Regions from separate parts of the Sorghum bicolor genome. Here region 1 is linked to region 2. The links are chromatin contacts, called in public HiCAR-type maps. All regions are on one chromosome and are shown on one strand. Each heading gives the region's core, a stretch centred on a gene start, on an enhancer-like site or on the middle of the called end of the contact. The rest is flanking DNA. Distances are from core to core; before and after follow the strand shown.

Region 1 (7,212 bases), core at 4,625-7,124, 140 kb before region 2:
ACGTGTTACTACTTAATTACTAGTGGGGTCATTTGTGGAAAAATTTAATAAATAAGCGACATGAGATCCCTTGGATTCACTATCATTTCATACTCTTTTCTTTAATATATGGGAGAAATAGTAGTATTTTGTTTGAGTAGTTATGCTTATATCACTTTGAACATCACACTTCATCACAAACTAATCAGTCGATGCATGCATCCTACCACTCACAAATTCCCTTTCTCAGAATTGTCTGTAGTGATGGCTAGATGCCCGCTGCATTAATTTCACGACTAGGATAGCAACTAAGGAAAAAAGAGCATCAAGCTAGTAGAGACAAAGAAGAAAGTACAATTCATAAGCATATAGAAAGTGGGAGCAGCCGTTTGGTTATGATTTCCAGTACACTACTATATTAAAGCATAAATAGATGGAATCTTTTTGATTAGCTAAGGCCTGTCACTAACCCCTCCCCCCCGCATCAATATCCTAATAACAAAGAGCATGGTCACATTCCATATTCTTGTGCATTGTTAAATCCACATGCATCATATCCCTAGCTAGTCATGCGGGCCTTTCACCACTCACGATTGACACATGTTCAAACCTAGTAAAACCAGGAACCTCTCTTCTTATTTTAATTTACAGAGGAGAACTAACCTCCTCCTGCCTCAATTATTGTTGATAAAAGTTTAGATAATATTGAATTGGTTTGTAGAGACAAAGTTGACCTTAGAAATGTTTATTCTGCATGCATGGCATCTTTGTATAGGAAAAAGAAACTGCTCTCTTTGCATGGCGTACGTCGGTGGTGAAGGTTGCTAGGCTAGCTAGTCAAGACCAGATGATAGCTACAAAATTAAACAAAAACATTTACTCCATCCATCGTGGATGACATTTGACAAAAAATATGCATGGTACCATAGGACTCCAGAGTTATGAGCACTTCATTTTTGAAATAGAAAAAGTATCATATTAGCGAATAGTGATGCTACAGTCCCTTTTTCACAAGGTCTTTGTCTTAATAAGGTCAAATTATGGATCTAACTTGTTCTTGGAATCATTCTAGGACGATAGACACCAGGAATTTTGTAGGCATTAATCATCGACTTGCATTTTGTGTATTATTTATACTATTATCATGTTCTCATATTATTAATGCAGATGAAATAACAGGTACAATTTATTATTGCATTATATTCGTTTTTCTTTGGAGCTATGGCTGACCTAGCTAGGAAACTAAAATAATAAAGATTAACTTATCTCAGACTTTTGCATGGCGTTTAATTCAGAACTTGAAAAATATACAAAAATGTGAGCAAATTTTACATCTATGTGTTTTGAGGAACCATGCCATCTTTGTTCATTATGTAATTGACAGATGATCAAAATTTTAATTAAGCCCCTGACATTTAGCTTGGATAAACAATAATTTCATTGAGCTGAGCCTTTTTTTCACTTTCTCTATAAGATACCTTGATTGCACAGAGAGCTACTAATAATTCCTCAGAAAAGAAAAAATCGAATCAGTAATCACTTGGATTCAGTTACTAGTACTAGGCATTACTTACAGGGTCTTTTACTCTGATTGTTTGTACCTTAATTTATACAGCTTAACTGAACACTAATTTCAATTAATAATCTTGTGAATCAAGCTTCTTAGGACCCGACTGAAAGTCACTGGTGAATGCATGTACGTACAGTCATGTATACTTATATGAACTGCCAGTCTGACACACACATTAGAACAAGTATATTATATATATTTGGCACTCAAGTATAAGATAATACTACGTACTTAAGCTTCAGACCTGTGGTTAGCCCATCAATTCCTCCACACATATAGATTAATTATCCACACATACATATACACCGTGCAGGCCCGTACCTATAGTTATTATATATATATATATATATATATATATGTTTTGTATCTATACGCATCTTTCATATCTAATTGTTGCTTATACGTCTACACCAACGACACTCTTTTCTAAGGTCGGATACGTACATTGCACAATAGCAAGCGCATTAGCCACCTGAAAAGTTAGCTGGCCTTTCATCATTGGGTATGGCATCTCTACTTCTCCGGTAGCTGTGCTGTGTGTGCAGGTATATATTAGCTATATATATAGTAGCACTATCAGGTAGAAGTATTTATGGTTTAATCTACAAGAAAGGAGATTCCGTGCATATGACAATTATTCATTCATTCATGTTTTCACTTTGCATGAGATTATTGATCAACACTGAGACGAGGAGACGAAACAATAGAGCTAGGCAAGTGAAAAAGGCCAGGCAGGCATGTATATATTTTTGGAAGAAAAGTGTATTATATATATGGTAGTGCAAATGTGGACAATCAAAAGAAAACAAAGTTACGGTCATGCGTGTAAGTATGTATATACATGCGCGTGTAGTCCTGAACAAAAAGAAGCCTATCATTGCAGTTGCTGAGAGAGCATATGCAGGCTTGCAAGGTAGGCCTATCGAGTGGAAAAGGAAGCAAGATCTCCAAGCCATTATGAAAAGGATCCATCCCCCAGTGATGGAGCAGCAAGAAATGGTGTGTGTGTGAGAGAGAGAGAGAGAGAGAGGAGGTGCTGTTCGTGCACATACACTCTCTCTTTCTCTCTCTCCACACACACACATGCATACGGCCGGAGAGAGAGGGAAGACACTCGAAAGCCCTACTTGATGCTTCTTCCTGATGCCATACGGTGAGGTAGCTACTACTAGCTAGCTAGAGGTGAGGATGGCGCATAGCTTTCAGTGATGCATGGTAGGTGAAGGAGGCTCTTTCTAGGGCACCATCTATCTCGCTCAAGACTCTCTCTCTCTCGCTCGCAATATACTTTTGCTCACACAATACAGAAACACGGCAGAGGATGCACTAGCTGTACGTGGTATGTACTCATGTACCCTATATATATATATACAGATATATAGATGGACGATGAGATGATGAAGACAGCTAGCTATCTTTAGCTAGCCCCTGTCGTAGCTCTGTTGCATGCATGTTCTTGTACACACGCTCTCGCTCGCCACCATCTGCGGCATTGCATTGCACTACTACTAGGTGCACAGGAGAAGGGGAGGAACGGAGACAAGCAAAAGAGAACGAAACGGAGGAGAAAAGGCTCGGGAACAATGATGAGCTTACAGGCCATTTTTCTGAGCCTAGAGGTGCATAGGAAAAGAAAGAACAGAAAGGCGTGTTCATGGGGGGCTCTTAGCTACCTGCCTAAGGCTACTACTACTACTACTACTACGCAGCTCCAAAAAGCTTTTGTGCACCCAGAAATGCACAAGGGACGGAGCAGCAAGCTGCCAAGGTCCATCACTAGCCAGTGATAACTAACCATCTATCTAACCCCCTCCCTTTCTCTCTCTAGGATGGATTAGCTAGTAGGGGAGAGAGAGAGAGGAGAGCTACTCTCTTGTCAAGTGGTGGCGGTGGTGGTGGTGAGAGAAGGGGGTGATGTGCCACCCCAAGACATACACCCCTCACCTACAACAGGAACAAGACCTCACTACTACTCACTCACTTACATGTATGCATATGTTGTGATGTTGTCACACAAACTTAAAACATGAGTACATGTATATATATTTTATACAAACAACACACTGAAAATATGGGCGCATATATATATATATATATATATATATATGCATATATATTAAACATATAAGTGTGTGTAGTCCCACATCTGTATGGTACAACTAGTCCCTTTTCTAGCTCTCGAGTTCCTTTCATCACCGATGTTGGGAAAGCAAGGCAAGGGGCCGACGGCAAACACGCACCATGAGGGAGCTAAGTGTGTGTGAAGAGAGGGGAAAAAAGGGAATAAAGATAGAAAAAAAAGCACCACACAACGAAAAGAGAAGCATGCATGTGTACAAGCAAGCAAGCAAGCAAGAAAAAAGCCCAAACAACGCTTCAAGGAAGGAGATTGGAATTGTGATGAAGAATACGAATAAACCGCACCTCTGATTCGTCCTCCAATCCAAGCTTGCCGGCCAGGTATTTGATCAGCAGCCGGACTGTCACCCTCCCGTCCCTGCAACACAGCATCACAAGGTCAATTAGTTTTATAAATAAATACAGAGAATAATAAAAGAAATACCTGCAGCTAGATGATGCAGCATGTGATTTTTATTTTGTGCTGCATGAATGAAATTTGTGCTAGCATTGACAAAACCTACACTAATCCAAATGCAGGATGCCATGCCTGATTGATGCATCGAATTCAGATTAAAGAAGATGAGAAATAAATAGTACTTGATCCGTAGGTAGCTTCTCGGAATCTGAGGCAAGAATGGCTCCCTCCCTCTGCACGAATCAATCCAAAGGAAAATTAACCCAACAATGCTCCAAGTTAATTTTTGGGAGAACAGAAAAAGCAAGTGACGAAGAGAATAATCGAATTCAAAATGACGGCCAAAAGTAATAAGCGATTCAAAAAATCCTTAAGAATACGCCACATTTTGCAGGGATTTATCGGATCCACCGACAGGGAGATTGATAGAAGAAAAGAGAGACAGGTGACGACGAACACAACAGAAGCCCACACATATGAACACATGAAATGCTCGCATGGCTACTAGTGCAACACTCACTGGTGCGGGGCGGCCTGGAGCGCGAACCAGACGCCGGCGGCCGACGGCGGCAGGACGACCCTGATCGCGTCGAGCCCGGAGCCGGCGCCGGGGGTGTAGAACGCGCCGTGCCCGAACCCGAAGGGGATCAGCGACGGCGGCGGCGGTGGCGCCACCGCGGAGGGGCTCCACGGCGGCAGCCAGGGCGGCCCGGCGCGCGGCACGGGCAGGGCTATGGACGCCTGCGGAATGCCGTGCGCGGCCTGGTGCAGGAAGGGCCCCGGTGGGAAGCCCATGCCCGGCGGTCGTTGCGACGACAGCAGCGGCGGCGGCGGCGGCGGCCGCTGCGGTTCCGACGACGACAGCAGCAGCGGCGACGGCGGCCCCGCCGCGCGGTCTGCTGCGAAGGCGACGCCGGGGTGCGTTGCGGCGCTGGGGGACGCCGGGGCGAGGCCGAGCCGGAGCCAGTCCCCGGCACCGCCGTTGCCGCTGCTCCCTCCGCTGCTGCTCCCGCTGGTGCCCGCGGCCTCCTGGTGGCTGCTGCCGGCGGGCTGGAGCGGCCGCAGCGTCAGCTGCTGCTGCTGCTCCCTGTGGGCGTGGGCGTGGCGCGTGTGTTGGTCGTCCGCCTGCTGCTGCTGCTGCTGCCTCTCCTGCGGCGGCGGAGGCGGCGGCGGCTTGGTCGACGGCTCGCTGTGGTGCTTGTCGATGGGCTCCTGTGCCATGTGGCTCGAAGCCGCCGTCGGCGTCACGCCGAGGCCTGCGGCGGCGGCGGCGGCGCAGGGCGTGGCATGCGCGTCGCGGAGGAGCGGCGGCTGCAGGTTCCGAGCCGGGACCATCCGGGCTGCCGCCGGCTCATGCCATCCGCCCCGGCCCGGCCCGGCCTAGCGTGCGCGCGCGCCGCCTCGCTTGCTCCTCCGTGCACTACTCGCTCCTTGAGTCCCCTCCGCCTTGCTGCGGGGGCGGGGACGCGCGCGTCAGATAGCGACGACCGACCGCAGCGCAGACGCGACGGCCGCTCGTGTGGGCTAGCTACAACAGGAGTTGAGATGAGATGAGATGCGAGGGGAGAGAAGGAGGAGGGGGGAAGAGCGGAAGAAGTTGCTAGAGGTGGAAGAGCAAGGGAGGGAGCAGTAGCAGCATGGCACGGGGCAGCACCGCAGCAAGGAGGAGGAGGAGAGATATTAGAGAGAGAAGAAGACGACGACCTCGGAGACGAGCACGCACATATAGGGAGGAGAGGGAGTAGTCTAGCTTCGACGCGGCGAGAGAGAGAGAGAGAGAGGGGACTAACTATTGGGCCCCCCACCGGGTCCTGCGGGGACAAAAGGAACGGCAGGGGCCGCCGTGCAGAGGGTTGCAACGCAAAACCGCCGTCCCTCAGGGTGTTTCGCGGAAGACGTACGTGGAGCCCGCGGGGCGGGGGGAGGTGCTTACGTGGTAACACCATGATGTGTAGCCCCGCCTGTGACCGGCGGCGTTGCTTTCCCGGGTCGGGTCGCGTCGTCGTCTCCGGCGAGAGCAGCCCTGCGCTGGTCGTACGGGACCCCGTGCGGCCGTGTAAGCTGCTTGCCTTGCTGCTTTCGGCACGGCCAACGTACGTCGTGGCCGTTCAGAGCGCCGCTGCTGCGATGTGTGGCGGCGCTTTCTGGAAATCGGACCACGACACACATAAGCTGTTGGATGTTATCAGATTCATCTCAATTGGAGTGAATTGAGATGGAATTTAGTTCAAGTTCCACTCCAATCCAGTCCAACACACGTGGATTGATTCGAATCTGACTACATCCAAACAAGATCTAAGGCTTAACTACTACTCCTGTAAATTAAATCAAGAGTATATCTACTAGAGGTTCGGGTGTTATAGGAGGAACACTTGAATTTTTTTAATGTTCATCTTTTTCCTCATTCCTACTACGGCCACACAGGGTTTAGATGCAACCTTGCACGGTCGTGGCAGCTTTTTTTTTCGCAGCGAGCTCTAGCTTTCGCAGCGAGCTCTAGCTATGGACATCTCTATCATCGCTAGGGCTCCTAATTGTCTTGCCACAGTCTTTGCTGCTTGACTATATATATATACCGTGAAGCTCATTTCTAAAGCCGCCAAACTTAGGCCTTGTTTACTTTCAAAATTTTTTGTAAAATATGAATAATAGCACTTTCGTTTGTATTTGACAAATATTGTCTAATTATGGACTAACTAGGTTCAAAAGATTTGTCTCGTCATTTTCGACCAAACTGTGTAATTAGTTTTTATTTTCATCTATATTTAATACTCTATGCATACGTCTAAGATTCGATGTGACGGAAAATCTGAAAAATTTTGTAAAATTTTTGGGAACTAAACAAGGCTAAGAAGAACTGCCGTTGGATCTGATGGCCAAGAAGAAATCGAGGGCAAACAACAGGAGAAACACTTAAGTGACATATAGCTTTACCGTAAATCAAATGTCTTTGCAGCATAAAAAAAAACCAGGCAACTCAAATCGTGAGAATATAAATTTTGGATGGCACACTTTCTAAACTATATATATAGGTGTTACCAACAGACGAGAGGGTGAAGGTGTCAATGCAACGTTATCATCAGAACGATAGAATCTTGACAGGATGGTCGAATTGGGTCATATTTTA
Region 2 (6,953 bases), core at 2,402-4,901:
AAAATCTTGACAAGTCAGGGCTTGTTTGGCACAGCTCAACTTCACTAGTAAAGCTGTTTTTTTAGAAAATAGCTTCATGAGTGACTTTCTAGATGAAGCTAAGCTGTTTTGGAAAAAGTGTTTGGCAAAATAGCTTCACCAACTACTTCATACATAGTTGAGAGAGAGAAATGAGGGAGAAGCTGCAATAAGCTACTTTTTTCCAGCTTCATCCAACTTATGTATTTGTGAGAGGAGGGGAAAAACAGCTTCACCCATGAAGCTGTTTTGGAAATAAGTGTTTGGCAAAAAAAACAGCTCACAACAGCTCATGAAGCTGTTGTAAGCTGTACCAAACAGGCTCTCAAAATACTTTCAGTCTAACTAAATTCATATAATAAAATAATAATATTTATAATATTAACTAAGTATCACTAAATTCTTTATTAATTATATTTTTATAATATATTTATTTGATGTTACAAATTATTATAATTTTTTCGATAATTTAAGTTAAATTTAAAATATTTTGACTCTTTAAGATTCTTGAAACGTCTTGTAATTTAGGGCTATGTTATTAAGTATATATCTCTCATCTCTTTTAAAAATGTGTACTATGTGTGTACATGGAACGGGATGAGTACGTACGTACGGGACCCACATGTGCCCCATATAACCATGATCACCAGCTTTGCATGCATGGGCATGCATGCATGTCTCGGAAAAAGATGCTACACGGCGTTTATTGTTTGTTTTTAGTAGTATAGTATTCTGCTCTTCCAAAAGGTTGTATGTGCAGGTGCAGCTAATGACGAAGCCCTTGTCCCTCTTTTTTTGACTTTTGATTTGATTGATGAGGAGTAGCCAGCTGGGCTTGGAGCTTGGAGGCCTGGCCCAGATACGAATGGAGCAAGCGGGATTATTGGGCCTGTTAACAAATCATGCCACCTCTACATCCTGAAGTACGTAGATTATATTATAATATATTGCTCTTCGGAGACAAACGAGTGATTTTCGGAGGGCACATCAACCATGGGCCTTGTTTAGTTCCTAAAAAAAATTCGAGATTCCTTATCACATCAAATCTTTAAGCACATGTATGGAGCACTAAATATAGATGAAAATAAAAACTAATTGCATAGTTTATCTATAATTTACGAGACAAATCTTTTGAGCCTAGTTAATCCATGATTAGATAATATTTGTCAAATACAAACGAAAGTGTTACAGTAGCCAAAACCAAAATTTTTCACCAACTAAACAAGGCCCATGTGCTGTTTGACATAACTCACAGTATCCAGTAGTGCATATATACTGTTTGAACAATGAAGTATGTTTATTGTAAATAAATCAAGCATATAAGAATCAAAATATATTTATCTTAGATCAAACTATGAACAATGTACGTCTTAAAAATAATATCATCATATCAGTACGCATAAGTTTACGAACTTAACAAAATATTGATTTATTGCACATGGGATGGAGTCTTCTAGACAAGATTATAGTAAAAATTCAAGAGGTGGGCCGTGTGATATCTTATATTAGATTAGTAACAAAATAATTGGGCAAACAGATTTTAAAGGATACTAGCTTGTGACCTTGAGCCTTTTCTTCCAGCTCCTGAATAGAGACTTAGGGCCTGTTTAGTTCTCCCTACTAAATTGTAACCAACTAAATTTTAGTCACTTTAGTAGCTAAACTTCCAAATACACTGACTAAAAAAAGAGTTAAAGTACTTTAGTTCCACTAGTTAGCCAAGAGTAGCTAAAATAGTTTCAGTTGGCTAAAATTTAGCAAGAAAAACCAAACAAACTCTTAGATAACTGCCAAAGAAAGAGCAAGCATGCATTGATAGGAGAACATGACAGCACCCAAATTGAAATTAAAACTATACCAGGCATCAGTTTGTCCTTGTTCAGCGCCCTCCAGCTGATGCCTTGTTGTCCGAGCTCATTTCTAAATATGAAAGGCATTAGCTCCTTTAATCAAAGAGACTGAATGATGTCTGAAAGACTGAATTAAATATCTGAAAGTCTAAATCCATTGCCAGGTAGTGAGCAGTGGAATAAACATCTTTTTAGTGGTGACATATTTGTCATAATAACATAAATACCTTTTTCTTGTTTTTGAATAGAAGATCTGAACTGGAAGAAGTCTCTTCGGTTCTTCAATCTCTAAACATCACAAAAAAAATGTTTGAAGCACCCAACTACACCAAATTTTATTGTTATATGAAACTCTCAAGTTCACAAAATAATATACAACAAACCCACCGAGTACTTTGTGGTTAGTAGAGGGAGGCTCCAAGCTGAGTCAAGTTAAGCTAGCAGCACAGGTAATCTACATAAGAGGTGCCACAACGGTGAGCTCGACGTAAGATGAGATCCGAAGAGAAGGGGTGGCATACCAGTTGCGCGCTCGTCGCCTGCCCGTAGCTGGCCTGTGGCGACAGTATATGGGTTGACGAGGCAGGGGTGGTCTGGTGGCGTCAACGAGGCAGTTTGTGGAGGCAACGGAGCGTCGAGCGGTGTCGAGGCGGCGGGGTCTCTGATGGCGCATCTGCATTGACGGTGGCGGTGACGTAGCATCCAACGGTGGGGCAAAGACTTTTTTCCTCAGGTAGTTTGTGGAGATGGCGGAGCGTATGCGGCAACACGTGTCCGAGTTTATGATGCAAGGGCAGCATCAGCGCTGGGGCCGCGAATTTGTTTTCGCGGGCACAAGAGGGAGGCTAAACAATTGTCGGGGAGGCGGGGAGTGGCGTGTTGCAAGGTGCGAGAAAATAATTATTCTGGAAGTGACATAACGGCAGGGTGAGGAAGAGATTGTAGTGGCGTACCATACAGTGGAGATTTTGGTCCTGCCGGGTAGATTTGGACATTTGCCGCTTTTTAATAGTATATAGAGAAGAAAAATCACACTGCTATGTTTGGACTTAAGACGACCCTCTTGTCGTTGATCTCACAAATATATTTGATGGGTGAAAAAAATATTTCTCCTAGTGGAGCAAAAGGAGGTTTTAGTTTTTCATTGTTCCCTTATCTGAAAGTCCAACAAGTATGGATGAGTTATACATTGAACACATGATTGCATTGATTTGATAAACATTTTGTAATCTAGATCCAAGAAGTATCTTCTATCATACATTAGCGATCAAAATGCTGCAGGTGTGCTGCTTGCAAATATAATGGACATGTGAATTCAGTGGCACCTCAATTTTTAAGAATGAGAGCAACATTTGACCTAAAGACTCTGTTTGGCATTGATTTGAGCATTTTACTCAAAAATAATTATCTATTCTTTTTTATGTAGTAGTGCAAAGTAAGCATTTTTTCTTATTATATCAACTAGATTTTACACTTCAGCATAGCAAACTTCCAAAACAGAACCGCTTAACACGAGGACATCGTCATACACACGGAAGTTATGAATATAGAATAATCAAAATATCTTATAATTTGAAATGGATGAGGTACTGCCCATCACCCATATCATCAATCAAAAATTAAAGAGAGACCAAAGGAAAAAAAAAAAAACTACAACCCATATATGGGTAGGTTGATGGTACGAATGAGAGGACGCTACGGCCCATGGGCCACAAAGCAGCCCGCCGATAGAAGCAAGAATGGAAAGAAGTAGCGGAGGAGGATTTGGCATATTCGCCGCCGTCAGCAGCCAGCTCTTCCTATCCACCACCCTCCGCCGCTCGCGTCGCGTGCGAGCTGCGTGCCTCCACCCCGCTCGCGCCGTCCCGGTCGCGATGGCCCTGCGCTCGCCGGAGCTGCGGTGGCTCGGCTCGCTCACGCGGCCCGGCCGCCTGGCTCCATCCCCACTCGCGGCGCTCGCCTCCCCACGGCGCCGCCGCCGCGCACCGTCCCCGTCCCAGCCCCCTTCCTCGCCCTCGCCCTCGCCCTCCGACTCCTCCACCCCATCTACCGCCCCCGCATCCGCCGGTAAGTCTCCCCTCCGCCGTTCTCGTTGTCGGTCCAGTGGTGACGGCCAAATGCTACCCCCCAAGGGTTTGCTCTTCTTTATCTGGTGGGCGCTGGGCATTCTCTGCAGGTGCGCCGGGAGCGGAGGGGTTGGACGGGCCGGAGTGGAAGAAGGTCAGTGCCAAGCGGTTCGGGATCAAGGAGTCCATGATCCCCGCAGAGGCCTGGAACGTACTACACCGCCTCCGCAGCAGAGGTGCGTCCCCCACCCCGATGACACTGCTAGCGTTTTGGTTTGTTGTTGTGCTTGTGCCTGATCCTGAAACGTCATTGTTGGAGTTGGATTTCAGTCCGAGATCCTGCGATTGAACTAGTGGCTTCAGCCCTTTGGGTGAGGGCTCATCCGTTTATAAGTAAACTCAATTATACTAGTTATGGTTCAAATGTCGGAACAAATGCTGACTGAATTGAACACTCAACTCATAGCCCCAAATATTTAGAATCAAAGATACCAGTTGCATTTTACTTAACTAGACTAGAAAACAAACAATCTATTATCTATAGACTATACTGCAACAGAATGTATCTATTGGTTCTGCAAGCAAATTTGAGTAGTTTGGATAAAATCACATTTCGTGAAACATGTATGCATACTTTATTTTGTGAAAGATGTAAATGTGATTACAGGAGAAATGGCTAACCGGATAGGGAAATGCAAAACCATATTTGTATCCTGTTGGGTGTTAGTAGTCGATCAATATGGCTAATCAGATGTGTGTGATATTTCAATTCCAATTGAAAGAAGAAATTTTACTATCTCTCAAACAAAATGAGGTTTTTGAACTCCTATATCACAGTTCCATTGATGCCTAAGGGGGTTTTCCTCAAACACAATTGGAACTAGAATAGGCTGCAATAATGAAAGAGTCAATCTATCTTAGTCAAGGCGCTCGCTCTGCCACAAAGGGATGGGCAGGGACTGGAACAGCTTTGGGAGCTAGGCTACCAATAAAAGAAGTGTTTCAACTTCAATACTTGATTTTGGTTTGATTGCTGCAATGCAAGACAAACAATTGCTTTGGCCCCGAGTTCGTGTGTCAAAAGCGTGGCAAGAGAGCGAGTTCGACTTGAGAATGATCCACAAGTGAAGGACCGATCCTTAACGCCAGTACTGTTGTGAGACTGGTACTTGGTGGCTCACGAGCAACATATAGAGTTGTTCCTGATTCTTTGATTTGATGCACGTCTTCCGCCTTTGCTACTAGGGATAGGACTGTGCGCATGAACGATATCAGGGATGCTGAAAAGGTCTTAGTAGGGCAACAGATAATAGTTGCATTTTACTTAACTAGAATAGAAAAAAAAATCTATTATCTATACTGCAGCAGATGTATCTATTGCTTCTGCAAGCAAATTGTAGTAGTTTGGATAAAATCACATTTCAGAGTGAAACATGTATGGTCTACTTTATTTTGTGAAAGATATAAATGTGATTACAGGAGAAATGACTAATTGGATAGAAATGCAAAACCATATTTGTATCCTATCTGGTGCTATTAGTCGATTAATACAGCTAATCAAATATGTATGATATTTCAATTCCATTGTATTTCCCTCTCTCTCATCTTCTAGTTAGGTGCTTGAGTATCCTTTGCTGTTGCTCGTTCATTGCATTACTGGTTTTGTTGATATGTTTCACCTTTTTGTGCAGGATATGATGTGTACCTTGTTGGTGGTTGTGTTCGTGATCTTATAATGAAGAAGACGCCAAAAGATTTCGACATAATAACAACAGCTGATCTTAGGCAGGTTATAACTCAAATTAACAAGGATGTTATCATGATGTAGTGGTCTTACTGGAATGAAAGTCTACTCAAGTTTTGAGGCATCATGTGTTGGAGCTATTGTTTCACTGTAATGCGTAGATATTTTAAGTTGCTGTTATAATTTTGCAGATAGCAGGTACCACTTTGTTGCAAAAGAAATATGACACATATGCTGCAGATTTGTGATTGATTTGCTGGTTATAACTGACAGAGTTACTTTCAGTGTATTGAGTGCAAAGTTTCACTTTTTAAATGAAGATAAACTTTGATTATGTATATTGTATGTACATGTTATTGACACTGTACATTAAAGTTTGGTTATGTTTTTGCTCTGAACTTCACTGTTGATGTGCTGCTAATGATAACCTAAAGCCTGTTTGTCCCAAACACAGTGAAACTACTTGGTAGCTTTATATTTAAGTTTTTTAAATGGTACATACTTAACAGTACCTAGTCATTTCAATGGTGTCAAAGTGATGGTGTCTAGATGTGAGGATGTCTTGCTTGGAAACAATGATCTTGGTTTACTTACACTTACACTTTTGTTCTTTGTAGATTTCAGTATATTCTTATGGTCCCTTTTTTTTGTGGTCACAATAATTCATATCAGACAATCCTGAATACCTTACATAGGTGTGAGATATTGGTGAACCATCAATTTTGCATTCTCTAGCATCTATGTGATGGCATTTTGGGAGTCCACAAACTGACATAAATGATTTTAGTCTTGGAAAACATATGTTTGATATGGATGCGATCCTATATGAAAAGAGATGATTGGATGTGGCACTATGTAGAAGAGACATTACTATCAGTATATGGCATATCTACCAGTGCCAAATAAAGTTATCAAGTGTGTATGCTTGTTTAAATTTTCCCTACTTGTGCAATGCTTCTTTGTTTATTACCGTGTCAATATTTTGGGTAAAAGAAATACCTTTTGCACAGTTCAGCGTAGATGGTGATTGATTCATTCTGTTTGTGAAGTTTCCATGTTCAGGATTGTTGGTTGAGATGCCAGAGAAGATATTTCTTATACAATGTGTTTGTGCCAATTAAAATTATTGTTACTATTTTAAATTCTGCAGGTTAAAGACACTTTCTCTGGATCAGCTGTTATAGTAGGAAGGCGTTTCCCCATATGCCATGTACATGAGAACAATTCCATCGTTGAGGTTCGTGCAACTTTTATTGATTGTAAATTTTAGCACCC

What was found. HiCAR-type assays count read pairs that join an accessible place to other places.
Region 1: a HiCAR-type map of leaf shows a contact between it and region 2, with 5 times the contacts expected there. The contact joins the promoter of LOC8072020 here to the promoter of LOC8072012 in region 2. A contact is called at or near these places in 1 of 4 Hi-C or Micro-C datasets (leaf mesophyll) and 1 of 1 datasets of contacts at active chromatin or transcription factors (leaf).

What each region holds. Positions count from the first base shown.
Region 1 is chr6:40,218,256-40,225,467 of Sorghum_bicolor_NCBIv3, reverse strand. It overlaps LOC8072020 (protein enabled homolog), which reads right to left and starts at 5,874. Exons shown (of 4, transcript XM_021462720.1): 1 at 4,606-5,874; 2 at 4,268-4,318; 3 at 3,974-4,046. The coding sequence starts at 5,420.
Region 2 is chr6:40,077,063-40,084,015 of Sorghum_bicolor_NCBIv3, reverse strand. It overlaps LOC8072012, which reads left to right and starts at 3,651. Exons shown (of 13, transcript XM_002447676.2): 1 at 3,651-3,935; 2 at 4,045-4,170; 3 at 5,626-5,723; 4 at 6,829-6,915. The coding sequence starts at 3,743.